Regions from separate parts of the Mus musculus genome. Here region 1 is linked to region 2. The links are chromatin contacts, called in public Hi-C maps. All regions are on one chromosome and are shown on one strand. Each heading gives the region's core, a stretch centred on a gene start, on an enhancer-like site or on the middle of the called end of the contact. The rest is flanking DNA. Distances are from core to core; before and after follow the strand shown.

The links. Hi-C and Micro-C count contacts between places; a contact is called where the count stands out from the background.
Region 1: a Hi-C map of cerebellar granule neurons shows a contact between it and region 2, with 3 times the contacts expected there. The contact joins two enhancer-like sites. A contact is called at or near these places in 1 of 39 promoter capture datasets (hippocampal neurons), 2 of 15 datasets of contacts at CTCF or cohesin (embryonic stem cells and pro-B cells), 94 of 484 Hi-C or Micro-C datasets (the BV-2 cell line, the Ba/F3 cell line, the C10 cell line and 49 more), 7 of 115 datasets of contacts at active chromatin or transcription factors (astrocytes, a beta-TC-6 cell line, differentiating embryonic stem cells and 1 more) and 1 of 9 other capture datasets (liver).

What each region holds. Positions count from the first base shown.
Region 1 is chr1:24,247,495-24,250,194 of GRCm38.p6, reverse strand. The region is part of intron 37 of Col9a1 (collagen, type IX, alpha 1); the gene reads right to left. Among named protein-coding and RNA genes, the nearest start is that of Col9a1, 71 kb to the right of the region's middle. Within about 2 kb of position 1,269, at least 29 of the 459 cell types and tissues checked have an H3K27ac peak or open chromatin away from gene starts, as enhancers often do. A contact at or near this core is called in cerebellar granule neurons and cerebellum, where this site is marked.
Region 2 is chr1:23,820,323-23,823,076 of GRCm38.p6, reverse strand. The region is part of intron 2 of B3gat2 (beta-1,3-glucuronyltransferase 2 (glucuronosyltransferase S)); the gene reads right to left. Among named protein-coding and RNA genes, the nearest start is that of B3gat2, 60 kb to the right of the region's middle. Within about 2 kb of position 1,251, at least 4 of the 459 cell types and tissues checked have an H3K27ac peak or open chromatin away from gene starts, as enhancers often do. A contact at or near this core is called in cerebellar granule neurons and cerebellum, where this site is marked.

The DNA.
Region 1 (2,700 bases), core at 20-2,519, 430 kb before region 2:
TCACATATTTTGAAATTAAGGTAGGTGAGGGAACCTATTTTTCAGACATCTCATTCTTCTGTGGGTCTTACATCACACCCTCCACAAAGCAGGGTCAGAGGGCAAACCATTTGCAAGGTTTAAGAGAGGATAGTTATCTTTGAATGTATGCATCTCAAGGCTGCTGTTGAGCAACAATGTGGTATTCCCAATAAATTATCCCGTAGGCTCTTATCCAACTATCAGTTGCGATGAAGGAGGTGGTCATCCATTTCCTCCAATGGGAGAGGGGCTTTCCTTCATCCCCGGCACTTACAGGTAAGGCTGTCACAACAGCTCCTGTAGCAGAGAGTTCTACATCACCTGACACTAGAGACAGTTAACAGTTAACTGGATTTCTTTTTTAGTTTTAAAAATAGGCCACATCTAATTGCATGTTAAAGGCGGTTTTCATGCACTTTGCCAATAAGAATGTCCTGCTGAGATATGTCAAATCTGTCTTAAAATCAAACCAAGACCAGGAGAAAATGACTATGCTCACAAAAGGAGTCAAAGACAATGGGGGCTAGACAGGTAGCATAGATTAGGTCAACCTCAGCCCACAGGCCAAACTGTATTTACACATATTTATATATAAATAGCTGTATTAGAACACGGACATGCTAATTTGTCTGCATACTATTTGTATCTGTTTCAGGAAGGCAGAAGACCAGGATCTGAAGAGCCCTCACTATGCCTTGACCACCCTGTGGGTCTTTTAACTACACTAACTACCTAGTGACTACACAGCTTCCTGAAATATCAGTGACCCCACTGCCAGAAAGTTTTCATGATTTTAAGAATTTAAAAGAATGTGAATACCATTCTCCATGTGGACACTAGAGGGCAGGCATGCTACACTGATGTAAGCAGAGCCTTTTCCCCTAACACTTGACAGAATGAAACAACAGTGCATACACAGGCATGATGGAGAAAGACATGCAAATAATTGTCTGTGTTAAATAGGCGATCTGGTGATACATGCAATGACTATTTAATTGTTGGGATTGTTCCCCAAAGATACACACACACACACAAAGCTTACTTGTGTGGTATTTCACGAGATTCTTCAGTTAATTTATTCCTTTCTCTAGTGGGTTTGTATGCACAGGGAAGTCAGGATTTATTATTACATATTTTTCCTTGAAATGCTGTGAGTGCTGAGTTACTGGTCACACGTGGGCAGTTCAGTGGCAGCAGGCATGCAGGGATGTCCCTTAATGAGATGACCTAGCTGAGCAGCATTAGCTAGCTCTGGTGAGAAAAGGAAGAGGGAGGGAATTCAAGGCCCGGGGGTTGTTTATAAGATCTGCACAGCTCTGGGAGAGAGGCAGATTAATAAGCTAGAGATATGCCTTCATCACGTAACTATGGTGACAGGGACAAACTAGTCACACTGGACAACCTGTCGTTTTGTCAATTTCATGAACCTAGACTCGAGAAACATAAATATTTCCCTCTACCACTTAGAATCAGAGATACCTCCGTCAGGATGTGTGACCTGAGCCAGTCTGCCTAGGCTCACATATAAAGAAAGAGTCAATCACAGCACAATCACCTGAATTCTCAGTGTGAGGCTTAGCCAGGCCCTGCTCTATGGCTTTAACGTGTGTCAGCATGAGTAGAAATCCTCCTAGAATAGCCCATAAGAGTGTGTGGTTCTGACTGCTATTCCACAAAAAGGAACTGAGAGCAGCAGTCACTGGAAATAAGGAAGAGAAAGGACCACAAGTCCTAGGAGCCTGTACCCAGGACCACAGCCCTTACATAGCTGCCCCTCCTACCTAGTTCAAGTGTAACAAACTACGCAGCATATGTCTGCTTTTAAGTAACAATACACTATAGCCAAAATGATAATCACCGTTACACGAATGACCTATGGTCTATAATAAGCAATGTCATAGTAACATCCCAGAACATGCAATAGCTAACCGTGAACAAACTGAGACATGCTGCTGTGAAAGGAGACAGGGGGCAAAAAATGACACAGAAACAAAACAGGGATCCTAGGAACTGACCGATAATGAAGGTACATGTTACAGATTTAACTTTTTAGGTATGTTAGTTTTACACAAACAATGACGAAATGATCTTCTTCTACTCCGTAGGATTTAAATCCAGAATTCAACAATGGGGACAAGCAAGAAGTGTTCTTTGAATGGAGACCATCACAGAAAACCACAACTGCACACACCACAGAGATCAAATGATCATGGAAACCCGGGCCCCAATGGATATATCTACATCACAACCCCTGAATCTATGGCTCAGGGAACATGGAAGACAGGACAAAGATAAAAAGAGCAGAAAGGCTGTTAGAGCCAGAACTCCAGGAAATGTGCTCTGAAACAATGTCTTCTGGAAATGGCTACGTAAACAAGACAAGGATAACAATAACAATGAACATCCTAATGTGGACTGGGGAAAGTTCTACCTACCCCAGGTAGTTTGTCCCGGGTCCCACCCCAGGACAAAGAACTACAGGCAACTAACGCTGGCTGGGAATTACCCTCTCCCCAGGATCAGCCCCATAGCCTGTCTAAAGCAGACCGGTTGTTCCTTAAACCCAAGGTATACCAACAATGGACTCAGCTGGTTAATTAACATGTACATACACATACATGCATATGTGTGCGTGTATAAGAATATTAATCAAAGAAAAATGGGAAAGTACCCAAGGAG
Region 2 (2,754 bases), core at 2-2,501:
TACACTGTGAACAGAGGTTTAGTGTCTAATAACTCCAGTTCCTAAAACCAGAACTTGCCCAAATAACACACCTAGCGTTGATGGAATCTCAGGAGTCATTCTATCCTAACCTCTCCCAGGAACCTCTTCTTGTAGGCCTTTTGGCTTCATATATCCACAACACCCTTGATGTTCCTGTTCTCTCCAAACCTCTATGCTCTTCAGAGATAAAACGTCCTGTCTGCTCTACTGGAAGCCAACTTTCCTCCATTTTGATGACAGTTTGTTCTTACTGGGTGTCGCCCCTGTGGACTCCTGTCTTCCATACTGCCCGTGCTCCTGACTCTACATTCACCATCACCTACAGCCTGTGACGCCTGTGGTATTTAACAACCAGACGCACAATCTATTTCTCTGTCCTTTCTTTCCTCTACCATCTTCCCTGGTTCTGTCTCCCAGGATACAACCCCAGGCAGCTCCATGTTCCCTGAATGAAAGAGTCCTTTCTCAGGAATTTCATGTTCTCATGGTGGTTGGACTTTCAGGCATCAGGAAGATGTACCTGGAAAGCCACATGTGAGAAACACTTCATGATCATTTTGTGTCCATCATGAAATATCTAAAGCATCAAAAGTGACCGGGATATCACTTAACGGGCGTCTGGCTTTGTATATGAACACATCAGTACAATGGAGTCTCAGAAGCCATACTTGGCCTAGGAATCCCAAAGTGTGGCTTGTGTGTCTGTCTGAAAAGCTCAAATTTATGGAACATGCACCAGCCTTAGCTGATTAGTACCAGAAATGTGGCACATTCAGTTTGGTGTTTTTATCAGAAGAGAGTATCCACTGCACGCCAGACACTCACCCAGAAATTGTTCATGCCGTTATTAACCGAGTACAATGTTCGCCTTGCTGCTTCCTGGAGTTAATGCTAAGGTAATGTAAGGTCAACATAAACATGATCAAAATATACTTTATGGAAACATTTTAATATAAAAATGAAATATAGACATTTTAATATAACATATATGTATAATTCAATATAAGGCTCTCAGCATTAAGTTCTGAATTTAAGCAAATCTGGATTCCCTGGAGTGGCTTCAAATTACCTTCAGCTCAGCTCTTTCAAGCAATGTTCGTTACTGACATTTCCGCAGAAGTGGCCGAAATGAGGCTGTCACTTGAAAGTAATTCCCTGCCCACAGAGCAGACCTAAAATGCTGCGTGGACTGCCTGTTTGAGTCAGTTGTCAGATGCCAGAGTTATTCTGGGAATAGAAGCCTCAGGCACAGCCCTGTAGAATACTCCAGGGTTCCCATTGTCTTGGCAGAGCAGTGCATACCCAAAGCCAACAGCAAGCCACAGGCCGGCCTCCTGCAATGCTTCCTCTCCATCTCAGAGGGATGTTAACTTAAGGGGTAATGATTAGAGAGTTTTAAAAATGCCCTATAGAGCAGATCCTTTCCTTTAAAATAGTAGTACCATGTCACCTTCAAGAAAATATCATGCCACGTCTGCTTCTGTCTAACATCATGCACACAGGAAAACTTCAAAGCAGTGTCTTACGTTATCTGACAGATTTTCAGCATCAGGAAAGTCCAATGCGACACCAGAAGACAGTCTGAAGGCTGTATGGAGGACACGAGGCAGGCAGGAGCATCTCTCCTCTATATCTGATATTTACAGGAGCTTCAGTGCTGGGCTAAGCTATGGCTTCACCAAAACACCAGCATGCTGGGTTCTGAGCACTGCTGCTGGCCATGCTCAGGAGCAAAAGCAATATAGTCCACAGTGATTCCACGCTATATGGCTTCTCAGTCAGCCTGATAAATACTAGAGATACCCGAAGTGCAAAACATTGTCATAAACAACTGCCACGGAGCCACTGAACACCATTTTCTCTGCAGGATGCAGCTTCTGGCTTCCTTCTCCCACTTTAGAGATTATCATTCACGCACACTTATTCATCCATAGCCATTCATTCATTCTCATATTCATTCATTCATTCATTCATTCTCATATTCATTCATTCATTCATTCATTCATTCATTCATTCATTCACTCATTCACTCTCCCCTTCCCTTTCCTTCTCCCCTCCCTCTCCATACTAACACGAAAATGAGGAAGAAAGTACCTAATTCATGGGCCTAAGGACCTGAGAGCTCTTCTCCCTGTTTCTTTTTTTTTTTCACCATTTTTTTTTGTTGGATAATTTCTTTATTTACATTTCAAATGTTATCTTCTTTCCCAGTTTCCCCCCTCCCAGAAACTTCCTATCCCCTCCCCCTGCTTCTATGAGGGTGTTCCTCCACCCACCACCCACCTCTGTCTCCTCACCCTCAATTCCCCTACATTGGGGCATCTATTGAGCTTTCATAGGACCAAGGACCTCTCCTTCCATTGATGCCTGACAAGGCCATCCTCTGCTACATATGCAGCTGGAGCCATGTGTATTCCTTGGTTGGTGGCCTAATCCCTGGGAGCTCTGGGGGGTCTGCTTGGTTGATATTGTTGTTCTTCCTATGGGGTTGCAAACCTTTTCAGCTCCTTCAGTCCTTTCTCTAACTCCTCCACTGGGGACCCCATGCTCAGTCCAATGGATGGCTGTGGGAATCCGCCTCTGTATTTGTAAGGCTTTGGCAGAACCTCTAAGGAGACAGCTATATCAGGCTCCTGTCAGCAAGCATTTCTTGACATCCACAACAGTGTAGGGGTTTGGTATCTGGGATGAATCGCCAGGTGGGACAGTCTCTGGATGGCCTTTCTTTCAGTC